Regions from separate parts of the Canis lupus genome. Here region 1 is linked to region 2. A link is a contact called in public Hi-C data. All regions are on one chromosome and are shown on one strand. The core of a region is the stretch at or near the end of the contact, and the rest is flanking DNA. Distances in the headings are between cores, read along the strand shown. Region 1 holds the start of LOC119876458 (homeobox protein engrailed-2-like). Region 2 holds the start of PPP4R1 (serine/threonine-protein phosphatase 4 regulatory subunit 1).

What was found. Hi-C and Micro-C count contacts between places; a contact is called where the count stands out from the background.
Region 1: a Hi-C map of blood shows a contact between it and region 2, with 4 times the contacts expected there. The contact joins the promoter of LOC119876458 here to the promoter of PPP4R1 in region 2. A contact is called at or near these places in 2 of 9 Hi-C or Micro-C datasets (amygdala and blood).

Annotation. Positions count from the first base shown.
Region 1 is chr7:75,928,723-75,933,855 of UU_Cfam_GSD_1.0, forward strand. It overlaps LOC119876458 (homeobox protein engrailed-2-like), which reads right to left and starts at 2,158. Exons shown (of 3, transcript XM_038543877.1): 1 at 164-2,158; 2 at 1-56. The coding sequence starts at 2,107. The coding sequence ends at 1,514. It overlaps VAPA (vesicle-associated membrane protein-associated protein A), which reads left to right and starts at 1,883. Exons shown (of 6, transcript XM_038543874.1): 1 at 1,883-2,163. The coding sequence starts at 2,085.
Region 2 is chr7:75,666,421-75,672,233 of UU_Cfam_GSD_1.0, forward strand. PPP4R1 (serine/threonine-protein phosphatase 4 regulatory subunit 1) reads right to left here and starts at 3,593. Exons shown (of 20, transcript XM_038543861.1): 1 at 3,485-3,593; 2 at 3,247-3,291. The coding sequence starts at 3,491. LOC102152025 (a long non-coding RNA gene) reads left to right here and starts at 4,169. Exons shown (of 2, transcript XR_005362682.1): 1 at 4,169-4,380.

The sequences.
Region 1 (5,133 bases), core at 908-3,407, 260 kb after region 2:
TTCAATGAGGGATACGATGATTCGGGAGAACTCTGAATCATTATCAATGCAGTGCTCTAAAACAGGAACAGAGGAATTATTCCAAAGATGTTTCAGGTATTCTCAGATGACCAGATATTTAAATTCTCATAGAGGTTTAAGACTATATGATATCTGAAGTCACCTCGAGGAGACAAAAACAGTCGATTTCAAAGGTCATGGCTTAAAAATAGGCCCGGGCTGCTTCATCAGGCTGGAAAACTGGAGCATATGCACTTCAGCCTTCCCATGGAATTCAGGGCGAACGCGAGCCGCCGGCGCCTGGGGAGTGCGCGGGAACTTCCGCAGCACGCGGGCCCGGGATCCTCAGACGCTCTCCGGTCGGTCGGTCGGGGCGACGACGTCCATCTGGCGGCGGAGCAGCCGGTTCAGCCCAGGCGAATCTGCCCACGGAAACCCGGCGTCTGTGGCCGCCGACGGGCCGTCTCCTCACGCTGATCGCGTGTGAGACCCCGTCCCACGCGGTGGTCGTCAGCCTCTCTTGACAAACGCCCAGTTGTGGTATTGTCCCTGGACGATGACTGAAATCTCAAGATAAATTTCGTGAACGAAAATAAATCCAAGGGGAAAAAAAAAAAAAAAAAAAAGAAAAGAAATCCGAGGAAAGGGGAAATTAGAACGCACTTTCGAACGAGGCTCTCACGGCTTAGGCTGCGTGCCCGTCGGAGGTAGCGTCCGCCGCGGGCGCCGCCTCAGGGCCTGACCCCACACGGGCGCGGCTGCACCGAGCGCGCGGGTCGAGGCGGCCCTCGTGCCCACGCTCATTCCGGACCAACGCGGCTGCCCCGCCGCTCCTCTGCGGCGCCTCCTGGGGGCTCCGGTGGCCGCCGCACCTCAGGCTCAGTCGCGGCACATCCACCGTCACACCTTCGCTCCCGGGGCTTTCCTCCCTCGCTCAGTTTGACCATCCGCCGAACTCGCTTCCAACACGACAACGTGGCTTGGGCCCGTCACTTGACAAAACCGAAGACCAGGCGCCCGCAACCCAACGGGGTGGGTGGGGACCCCCACTTGCAGCTGGGTAAGGGTGCTTCGTCAGGGCTCCCCGACGGCGGCGGCTTCCTGACCCGGGGCAGCTTCCTCCGTCGGCTCCGCATCGCTGGATGCAATTCAGGAAGCGGCAGACGTTCCGCTGGAAAACGACGGAGAATGTAGAGGGATGGGTGGACTTAGAAATTTCAGAAATCTTGGTTTTATATTTCTAGGCGGGGGACCTCAGGTCAGTTTTCAAAAGTTTTTTTTAAATTTTTTTTTTTTAATTTTTTTGTTTTTCAGCGCAGACGAGACGCTGAGAGCCAAAAACGGCTGTCAGCCGGCCCACCCCAAGCGCCTCCAACGGACCTCATCACCCTTCCCGCCCACCCACAGCCAGTACTACAACTCCCGGCAAGCATCACGCAGTGCCGCAAAAAGACCGGGCCCCACGGGCATGCCGGGAGTTGTAGTGAGTGAGCCTGACTACTTTCTCCTTCTCTTAAGCGTTCCCACTTGGAAGACAGTAATGCGCTGCTAACAGCCGGTTCTCCAGCTTCGCCGTCGGAACTAAACGTGAGCGAGGATTGCGCCCTCCCGCCCCGCGGTGCACACCGCGTCGCTGCCACGGGGCTTCGCTCCGCCCTCCATCCACACCCGTTCCCTTGACAGTTCGAGCTCCGAGCGGCCGCGAGGCCCCGAGCGCGCAGGCGCAGTGGCCGGCGCCGCGCAGGGCAGGACTGGAGGGCGGGACGGGCGCTAGGGGCCCCCGGCCGCCGGGGCGCGCACGTAAGCACGCAGAGGCCGTCACGTGGGGTGCCGAGGATCGCAGTGCGCGTGGCCGCGGCGGCTGGTGTGGGGTTGAGTCAGTTGTGAGGCCCGGAGCTGCTGACCCAGCGGGCGGCCCAGGGGTCCGGCCACAGAGCGGCAGGCGTCGGGGGTTCGGGCGCCGTGAGCCGGCCCCATCGTAGAGCTCGGCCGAGCCGCCGCCGCCGCCGCCGCCGCCGCCGCCCCCCGCCCCCAGCCAGCAAACCGCCGCCGCGGGCGCGCCCCCGCTCTGCGCTGTCTCTCCGATGGCGTCCGCCTCCGGGGCCATGGCGAAGCACGAGCAGATCCTGGTCCTCGACCCGCCCACCGACCTCAAATTCAAAGGTAGGCAGGGGGAGGGCAGCTGTCCGGGTGGGGCGGGCGGGCGGGCGGGCGGCCAGACTGGGGGCCGCTGGGGGGTCGAGGGAAGGTCGGCGGCCGGCCGCGAGGGAGCGTCCCCTCCCCCACGCCCCGCACTCTCCATTCTCGGCGGCGCCCGCCCCGGCCCTCGGCCTCCGGCCCCGCGCCCGGCCCGCGCTCGGCCCGCGCCCGCCCGCGCCCGCTCGCGTCTCCCTGCGCGCGCCGGCCGGGGCGAGGCGGAGGGGCCCGGCCCTGCCGCCGCCGCCGCCGCCATCTTGCGGTCCCGCGGGGGCGCCTCCCGGGGGCTGCCCGCGCCGCTGGCCTCGCGGGGCTGCGTCCTTGGCCCCCGCGGCCCGTCGGGCGTCGTCTGGGAGGGGGCGGGTGGGCGGTGGCCCTTGAGCCTGCGCTGGGTCCGCTGCGGGCGCGCGGGGGCCCCGGGGGTGGCGCCGGCTGTCAGCGGCGGTGGGAGGCCCGGGACGCGGGTCCGGGAGCAGCGGCTGGGTGGAGCCGCCCCGCGCCCCGCGCCCCGCACCCCGCGCCCCGCACAGGGGCTGCCGCCCACCGTGTCGCTGGGAGGGGATGGGGCTGTCGGGTTCGAGGCGCTGCGGGGAGGCGGAGAAGCCCGTGAAGTCCTCCAGTTAGGACCGACCCGGCTGTGCTGGCCGAGACCCAGGCGCGTGCGGGCAGGAAAGCTGTGCGTCAGCCCGCGGGCGGAGAGTAGTAGGTGAAGAGTAGACGCCTTCCTGGTTCTCCGGGACGGCATCTGGGCTCTCCTTCCCGCGGGCCCACCTGCCGGGCGCTCTCGCTCTGCTTGTCAGCTTAGCCCTTGTGCTGCGGAAGCTCCAGGGTGCGGGGCTCTGCCTTTAGGTTTCTGGTTTACGGGGAGGCTGCTCAGGTGTCCGTCGGCTCTGGAGCGCCCTGGGTGCACTTCGCAGCGATGCTGTGGTGAACCAGCGGTCCGACTTGGTGATCCCCGAGCAATCCGAGGCGGCTCTTGGCCCCGGTGGTGTTCAGAGTGCAGGGTACGTCAGGGAAGAGAGTTAGGCTGGTTTCTTTTTAGGAATGCCGGAGGCCTGGGCAGTTCCGACAGGGAAAGCGGATTCCTTCCCGTCTTGGTTTAACGCGTAAAGTGAATCGCCTTTTGGAAGATTCACGATCTTGTTTGAGCGGCTCTGAGGGGAGCGGTGTTTGCGAGGCGTGTAGCCATTCCAGTGCTTACAACAAATTAAATCCTTTATTGTTGTACGAGATTGAGTCCAAAGGGAAAACAAAAGCTTTCCATAGACAACGCTTTGAATAGTTTTAGAGATTTTAAAATATTGTTTCCTGGCATTTATGAGAGTAGTAGATAGGTCCTTTATCTTGCAAGCTTTTTAGGACATTTGCAGATTTCTTTGAATTGGGAATGTGAGCTGCTTGTTCAGTAAGGATTTGGTTTTAAGACAACTCCAATAATTTGAGGGGCACTAAGTGTATCTTACCGGAACAAGTTGACGTGTGTGGCGTTTCACATGGCTTTAGCTGAAAGGAAAAAGCACCTTTGGGGAATCATGAAAATTACCTTACTTAGATTATTTTTGACTGGAGGGATTTATTGTAACCTCTGTAATGGTGTGTGTGCTTTTGAGAAGTTAAAAGAATTTTTGCTTTTACTTTTTGACAGGCTGAGTTTACAGAGGAAATTTCCTCTACTGGTGGATGTCCATGCGTGTATTACCTTTAGGGACTTTAGAAGCCTTTGCAACCGGCTTTAGGCCAGAAAATGTGCGCAGAATTTGAAGCTTTCTCCCTAGAGAAGTTGTCATGTTGCCATAGTAAGAGACTAATAATAGTGGAGAAGCAAGCTAAAGAAACAACTCAGAACCCATACAATAACGTTCATATATTACATTATTTTAGTTACTGAAGAGTTATTAGTCATGATTATGGAACAAGTTTTTCTTGTGTTATGAATGAAAATAATTCACAATGACCATTTTTAAAAGTTTGGATATCAGTGACCACTTTTTAAAATTGACTTTTAAAAATGTATTTCACTGAAAAGTTTATGAAGACATATTTGGTTGGGCCACTTAGTGAACACTTACTGAAAGCTTTGTGCCATCCCTATATTTAATTAAGAGTATTCAACTAAGTAATTCAACAGTTATCAGATTATATTTGGGGATTCAGTACTAAACAAGGTGGGAAAAGATGTACAGTTTGTAGTTTAATAGAGAAAGCGTCCAGTAAAACAGTGAAACGTGTTAGGTTTTTTCTTTGTCCTTGAAGAACTCAGACTTGTGAGGGAGACCAAAGGCACATAGGTGCTATTAACAGAGGCAGGACTGGTATGAAGAAACCCCCAGGTTTCTTGGAAGAGGCTTATTTTCATTTGGGGGGTGGGGGGAAAGGGATGGGCAAGGGAGTGGTTGTTTACTCAACTACTGATGTAAGAGAATGTGTGGCTTATTTATTTATTTTCTCTCTTAAAGCAGGCTCCATGCAGGAGCCCGATGTGGGACTCGATCCCGATCCTGGGACTCCAGGATCAGCCCCGGGCCAAAGGCAGGTGCTAAACCACTGAGTCACCCAAGGATCCCCGAGAATGTGTGGCTTATACTTAGTGGTTTGAACTGTGCTTTTCTGTTCCAGGGTGGGATAATGGGGAGGATTGGGGAATAGGAGGGGTAGGGTGAATTAGGAGAGATGACCTTTGATGTCATTTGATTCCCTTCTTCCTAATGTTCTTTTTCTAGTCAAAGGTAAATAATTTGCTTTGATGGAAACCTCTCCATATTCCAAAGCACAGTTCAACACTAAGTGAGGAGACTTATTTAGAATCCACAGTCTCCTTATCCTTAGTTTGATGATGATATATAGTCATTTCATTCTGACTTGCCCTAAATCATCTGTAGTTTTTAGTTAAGTGTGTTAAAGGATAGTTTGCTAAATTCTTTATCTTTTTTGTAGGCT
Region 2 (5,813 bases), core at 2,343-4,842:
TGGTAGTTAAGGAGTTTCATTTCGTAAGAAAATAATTTAGTCCCTTGCACATCAGTTGACTTATTAATATCAGAATACTACAGCCTACATCTCACAGGCATGCTGTGAAGAATAATCTGTGTAAAAGTCCTAGCTCCCCTATTTTAGAAATGTAGCAATTGACATATAAATCAAAACTGTATCTCTGGAAAACTGACAATAGAAATTTAAAATCTCTCGCCCTGAAAGTCTGTGATTTTGCATTGCCTCCCATGATTCAGGAAACAGAAAGTGTTTTCCCAACTCTGAAGTCACTCTGCTGAAATACTCGAATGAGTGTCACTGGCTTGCTTTCACTTTGAAATTCAAAGTATGCTTCATGACACCGTATGTAGAGTATCACTTTTAACCTAGAACAACCTTAATAGCACCTAATCATTTCCTTTACTTACCTTCATGATGTTCTGCTAGTACATACAATGCACCACTTTTCACATACTAGGATTTTGCTTCTTTTTCTCAAGGGTATCAGCCAAGTCAGTCTTTGACCAACCCTTCTCCCAGTCTACCCACTTTTCTATGGGCTCTGTACAGAGACTTTGGGACGTAAGAGAAACCAAAACAAAAGACCTCGGACTTATCAAGGCTTGGCAATGCCTCCCCCTACCACTGTTCAAGATCCAAACCCCACCCAGATCCCCTTCTAGCCTCCACAGCTGCAGATCACCTGTACATTTTCTCTCTTCTTAGTCTAGGTTCTGCTTTTAGGAAAGACAACCAAGATTCTAGAGTTCGGCAAGAACGTAATTTCTTCCCATCACGAGCACCGACTTAGACCTAGTTGGGCTGAAGCAGCAGGACCTGGTATACAGTACCCTGGAGGCGGGCCTCCATCCCAGGGTTTGCCTGAGACAGAAAATCAAGTTCATACGATACTTTCTAGTTGTAAGGGCAGCCCAAGCTTCATTCTCTCTAACATCTCTGGTCCTCTCTACCTTCTCCAGCTTCTCCAGGAGGTGACAAGCTTTCTCATTTTCTCTCCATTTCTCTTACCCTTGGCCTAGGCATCAAAGCCAGATTTCCTCCTCATTCTTTCTCCCTTCACAACAGACAGCAAGTGGTCCTTCAACTGGCCACATGTTCAAAGATCCTTTGTTCCCAAATATTCCAGGTAAAGGTAGCACCTGTAAAGACCTTAGCAACTGAAAAAAATATGCAATTATTCTAACGAAGTCTTAAATCAATTCATAAATATGCAAATAAACTATGCCTTCAGATGTGTAATGTTTTATCCTAAATTAAAACACACTAGGAACTAACAGAACCTTTAATAAGTTAATTGCAAGCATTAGCAACGTCTATAATTATATTAATTCTGTACTGTAATGTTCAACATCAGTATTTCCTCTTCTAAGCTTCCCTTCTTCACTCATAACCACCACCACTTAACAGTATTTACCAAGTACTCAGCGCTTTACGTATCTTAATTTATGTAAGGCTCTAAACAACTCTAAATAGGCAATACTTAGTATGCTTACTTACAAACGATGAAACGTGAGCATACAGAGGTTTAGGGAGTTGCAGGGGTCTGTCCAAAATGATAATAACAAAACTGGAACACAAGAGTCTGGCTCTAGAGTGTTGTCTGTTAACTACTGTTATGCTGCCTCTCATATCTTCTTCATCACACTTATATTAAAACTGCTAATAAACCACTAGAGGGCATAGATTGTGGCCGTCCTTTGCAGAGCTATATCCTCAGTACACAGAAGTCTTGCAGCTCATGAATAAATCATTGTTGAGTTCTTCACAGGTGTGCTTTCCCTTCTAGACTAGGCTTCTATAGACTCAATGAGGAAACGGGACACTAGCTCATCCTTTAAGAGTGCATGTCACAAGAAATGAAAATAAAGGAAGGGGCAAAAGTTCTTGCTGCGTGCATTCCTAAACCCCTGCTGACTGCTGTGTCTTCTATTTATAAAGTCTTGAAGCTAATCACAGAAATGAGAAGCCCCTGTTTGAGATAACGATGGGAGCCACCTTACCAACCTTAACTTTGCAAGCAATCACCAGCTGCCTTGAATGGCCTTTTCAACTCACTAGCAGGCAGACAGGTGGCCTAACATAAAGCATTAGGTGAAGTGTAGAAGCTGTCCCTCACTATGTTAGTACTGCTCCCTGTGTGAGAGAGCTTTGTACTTCACAAAAAACACCAAAAACACCAACCCAGAGTTAGCGAAAGTTAATTCTGCATATGGTTCGTTTGCTTTAAAAATACTCCTTTTAGAGAACCCTTCTGAATGGTAAATTCCCCTTACCTCACTCAAAACCTAGGAATTCGAAAATGAAGCTTAATTCGGCCAAGGGAAACCACATTACACAGCGCTAAGGCTGAACCACACAGAATTTAGAAGAGCAATTTCAGAATGCAACCATCCCTGAATTACTTACCCAGGTATTAGCCACAGTAAATCTCAGCAACGGGCAGGCTTTCCCCCTAAATACGCCACAAATTCTACCGTGGTTATCATTTCCACGCAGAACAATTTCCAAATTATCTTCGGATGCTTAGGCACACACGAAATAAACAAATTCCTTTCTAAATACCAGTTCCTTCCTGACAGTCTTCTGCAGACAACGTCAAAGTTCTTTTTTCCTCCCCTTTCCTTTTTGTTTTTTTTTTTTTTTGTCTTGTTTTGTTTTTTCAAACAAAAGATCGCCTGTTTTAAAACTTCCCTTTCTCACGGAAAAGCTGAAATCGTCCTATTTTGGGAGGTCTGGGTGCCCCGCGAACATCTGCAATAGAGCAGTAAGCTCCCCAGCGCTAGGAACTCCAGCTAAGGCCACACCTTCCAGCCTTCCCGGAATCCACGAATCACAGGGGGGGTCCGGCATCCCAACACCGCCCCGAGCTCCGGGGACTCCCGGGTGCGCCGCCCGGGCCGGCTCCCTGCGGCCGGCCGCCCGCTGACACTCGCCGGCGACTCCGCAAGGCGAAGCCCGGGCGCGGCGGCTGGGGTCCGCGGAGGCCCGCCGGGCGCCAGCGCACACGTCGGCCCGCGCCCCCGAGCTCCCCGGGCCCACACGCCGCGAGTGCCGCCGCCCGCGGGCCCAGCGCGGGTCCCTCCTGCGGCTCGCGGCCCCGCCGGCCCAGGGCCACGCCTCGCCGAGCGCCGAGCCCCGAGCGCCGAGCCCCGAGCGCAGGCCGCCGCCGCCGCCGCCGCCCGTCCTCCCGCGCCGCTCCCCGCGGGCCGCCGGCGCACTCACATCCGTCCGCGTCCTCCTGCAGGTCCTCCTGGAGCAGCGAGAGGTCTGCGCCGAGGGGAGAGAAGAAAGGCCGGTCAGCGCCCCGGGACCCGGCGCGCCGCCCCCGCCGCCCGCCCTCCCGGCCCCGCGGCGCCTCCTCCCCGCGCCGGGACCCCGCGCCGGCCGCCAGTCGGGGGGAGGCGCCGCCGCCGCCGCAGCCGCCGCCGCCGCCGCGCCCGGAGGCCAGGGGGCCACGTACCCGCCATCTTGTGGTCGCCCCCTCCTCCTCCGTCTCCCGGGGAGCCGGGGCTACATGGAGCGGCGCGAGCGGGGAGCCGGGGCGCGCGCGCGGGCGGGGCGGCGAGCAGGAGGGCCGGGCCGGCGGGGGCGCGCGCGGGCGGGGCGGCTCCGGGGCGCGGGGGGGCGGGCGCCGCGGGCCGGCCTGGCCCCGCCCCTCGCCGCCCGACCTGGCCCCGCCCCTCCCCGCCTCGCCCGGCCTGGCCCCGCCCCTCGCCGCCCCGCCCCGCCCCGCCTCGCCCGGCCGCTCTGCGCCGCTCCCGTGCGGCTCCCGGGCGGCCGCTCCTCCGCCTCCCTCGCTCCCGGCTCGGCGGCGCGCGCTCACACCCTGGGCCCGAGGCGCCCTGACGCCGAGAGCCGCCCGGGACCCTGCGGCGTGTGCCCGGAGCGCGGCCCGGGCGGGGCCTCCCGCGGCGCGGCGCGGCGCGGCCCGCTTTGTTGGGTCACCGGCCTCGCCCACCGGCCCTGCCCGGCCCTGCCCGGCCCTGCCCTGCCCGGCCCTTCCCGGCGGGCTCGCCCCCGGGGCTGCACGCACGTCGTCGGCGATCCGAGGCCCGGCGGAGGCCGCGGGGCCCACCCTCCGGGGGCAGGAAGCGCCGCCTCCCCGCGCGCCGGGGCCCTGGCGCAGCGGCGGCGGACAAAGCGCGGGGTCCTGCCGCCAGGCGGCCGACGGACACGCTCATCCCGGCGCCGCCCGCCCCCGGGCCTGCCCGTCGAGCGCTGACCCAGCGGGAAGAGCTCCAGCGAGGGCGCGCGCGGGCCTGGGTTCGGATCCCCGTCCTGCCGTTTTCTTGGGGGGTAGCCCGTGTGCCGGTGGAGGGGGAGCCTGCGCCAGGATTACCGCGGCCGGCGACGAGCGTGAGCAACCCAGCAGGGCACTTGCTACCTGGGACGTGGTGCCCCGGGAACAGCCCTACGATTAGCTCCCCCCACCCTTTTTTAAAAAAATTATTTTTTTAAATTATTGATTAAATTTGTAATTTATAATTAAATTTAATTTTAATTAATTAAATTAAAAAAATTTTAAGTTATTAATTTAAAAATTAAATTATTTATTTATTCATGAGAGACAGAGAAAGAGAGAAAGAGGCAGAGACGCAGGCAGAGGGAGAAGCAGGCTCCTTGCAGGGAGCCCGACGTGGGACTCGATCCCGGCCCTGGGCACTAAACCGCTGAGCCACCCGGGCTGCCCGCTTTTTTTTTTTTTTTTTTTTTTTCACTTTAAATAGTTTCGCTAGCACTTCATGTGCACGACTGAAATCACTATTACAGATTTTATTATCGCCGCTTTTTTTTTTTCTTTTTTAACATGTATTAAGGGATTAGCTCAAGTGCAAAGTGGAGGCTGAACCCAAGTTTTCTGACTCCCATTCCACACGGTCCTATCTCCGAGACTCTAATCTATTCCAGCTCCACCTACGGGCCTCAAAAATGGTAATCTCCCAAAGTGGAGAACAAAACACCCAATCGTTTGAAGGATACCACATTGGCTGGCCTGGTGTCTTGGAGAGAGGAAATTCTGAATTATCAGCTTGTCCCTTTCTGCATTGCGGTCCTCACGGAGGACACTATGCAGTTGACCCTTGAGCGACATGGGTTTGAACTGTGTGTAGGTTTAAAAAAATAAATATATTGGAAAAATTGGGGGAGATTTGCAACGATTTAAAAATGCTCAACAGGACAGCCCGGGTGGCTCGGCGGTTTGGCGCCGCCTTCAGCCCAGAACCTGATCCTGGAGACCCGGGATTGAGTCCCACGTCGGGCTTCCTGCATGGAGCCTGCTTCTCCCTCTGCCTGTGTCTATGCTTCTCTCTCTCTCTCTGTATCTCAGATAAATAAATAAATAAACAAGTAAATAATAAATAATAATAAATAAGTATCTTTAAAAAAAAAAGCTCAAACAGCGTAGCCTAGAAATTTTGGAAAAACTTAAGTATTATTGTAAGGATGCAGTATATAATACATACTATATACAAATCAACTAAGTTATTGGTAAGGCTTCCAGTCAACAATAGGCTATAAAGTTTGGGGGAGTCAAAAGTTTTACATAGACTTTTGACTGCAAGGGGTTGGGCACCTTATCCCACTGTATGGGCATTTAATGCTGTTGAAAATCAGACTTAAGGATCGGATCAATCCTCTGAAATTCATAATGCTGTGTAATAAAGTGGGTTCCACATAGGTATTCCAAAAACTTCCCTCTCAGATATTAGAAGGTAGAACAGATTGTATACATTATGTATTACATTTCCAAAAGCAATAAAAATAAGAATAGAATCTATTACTCCAGA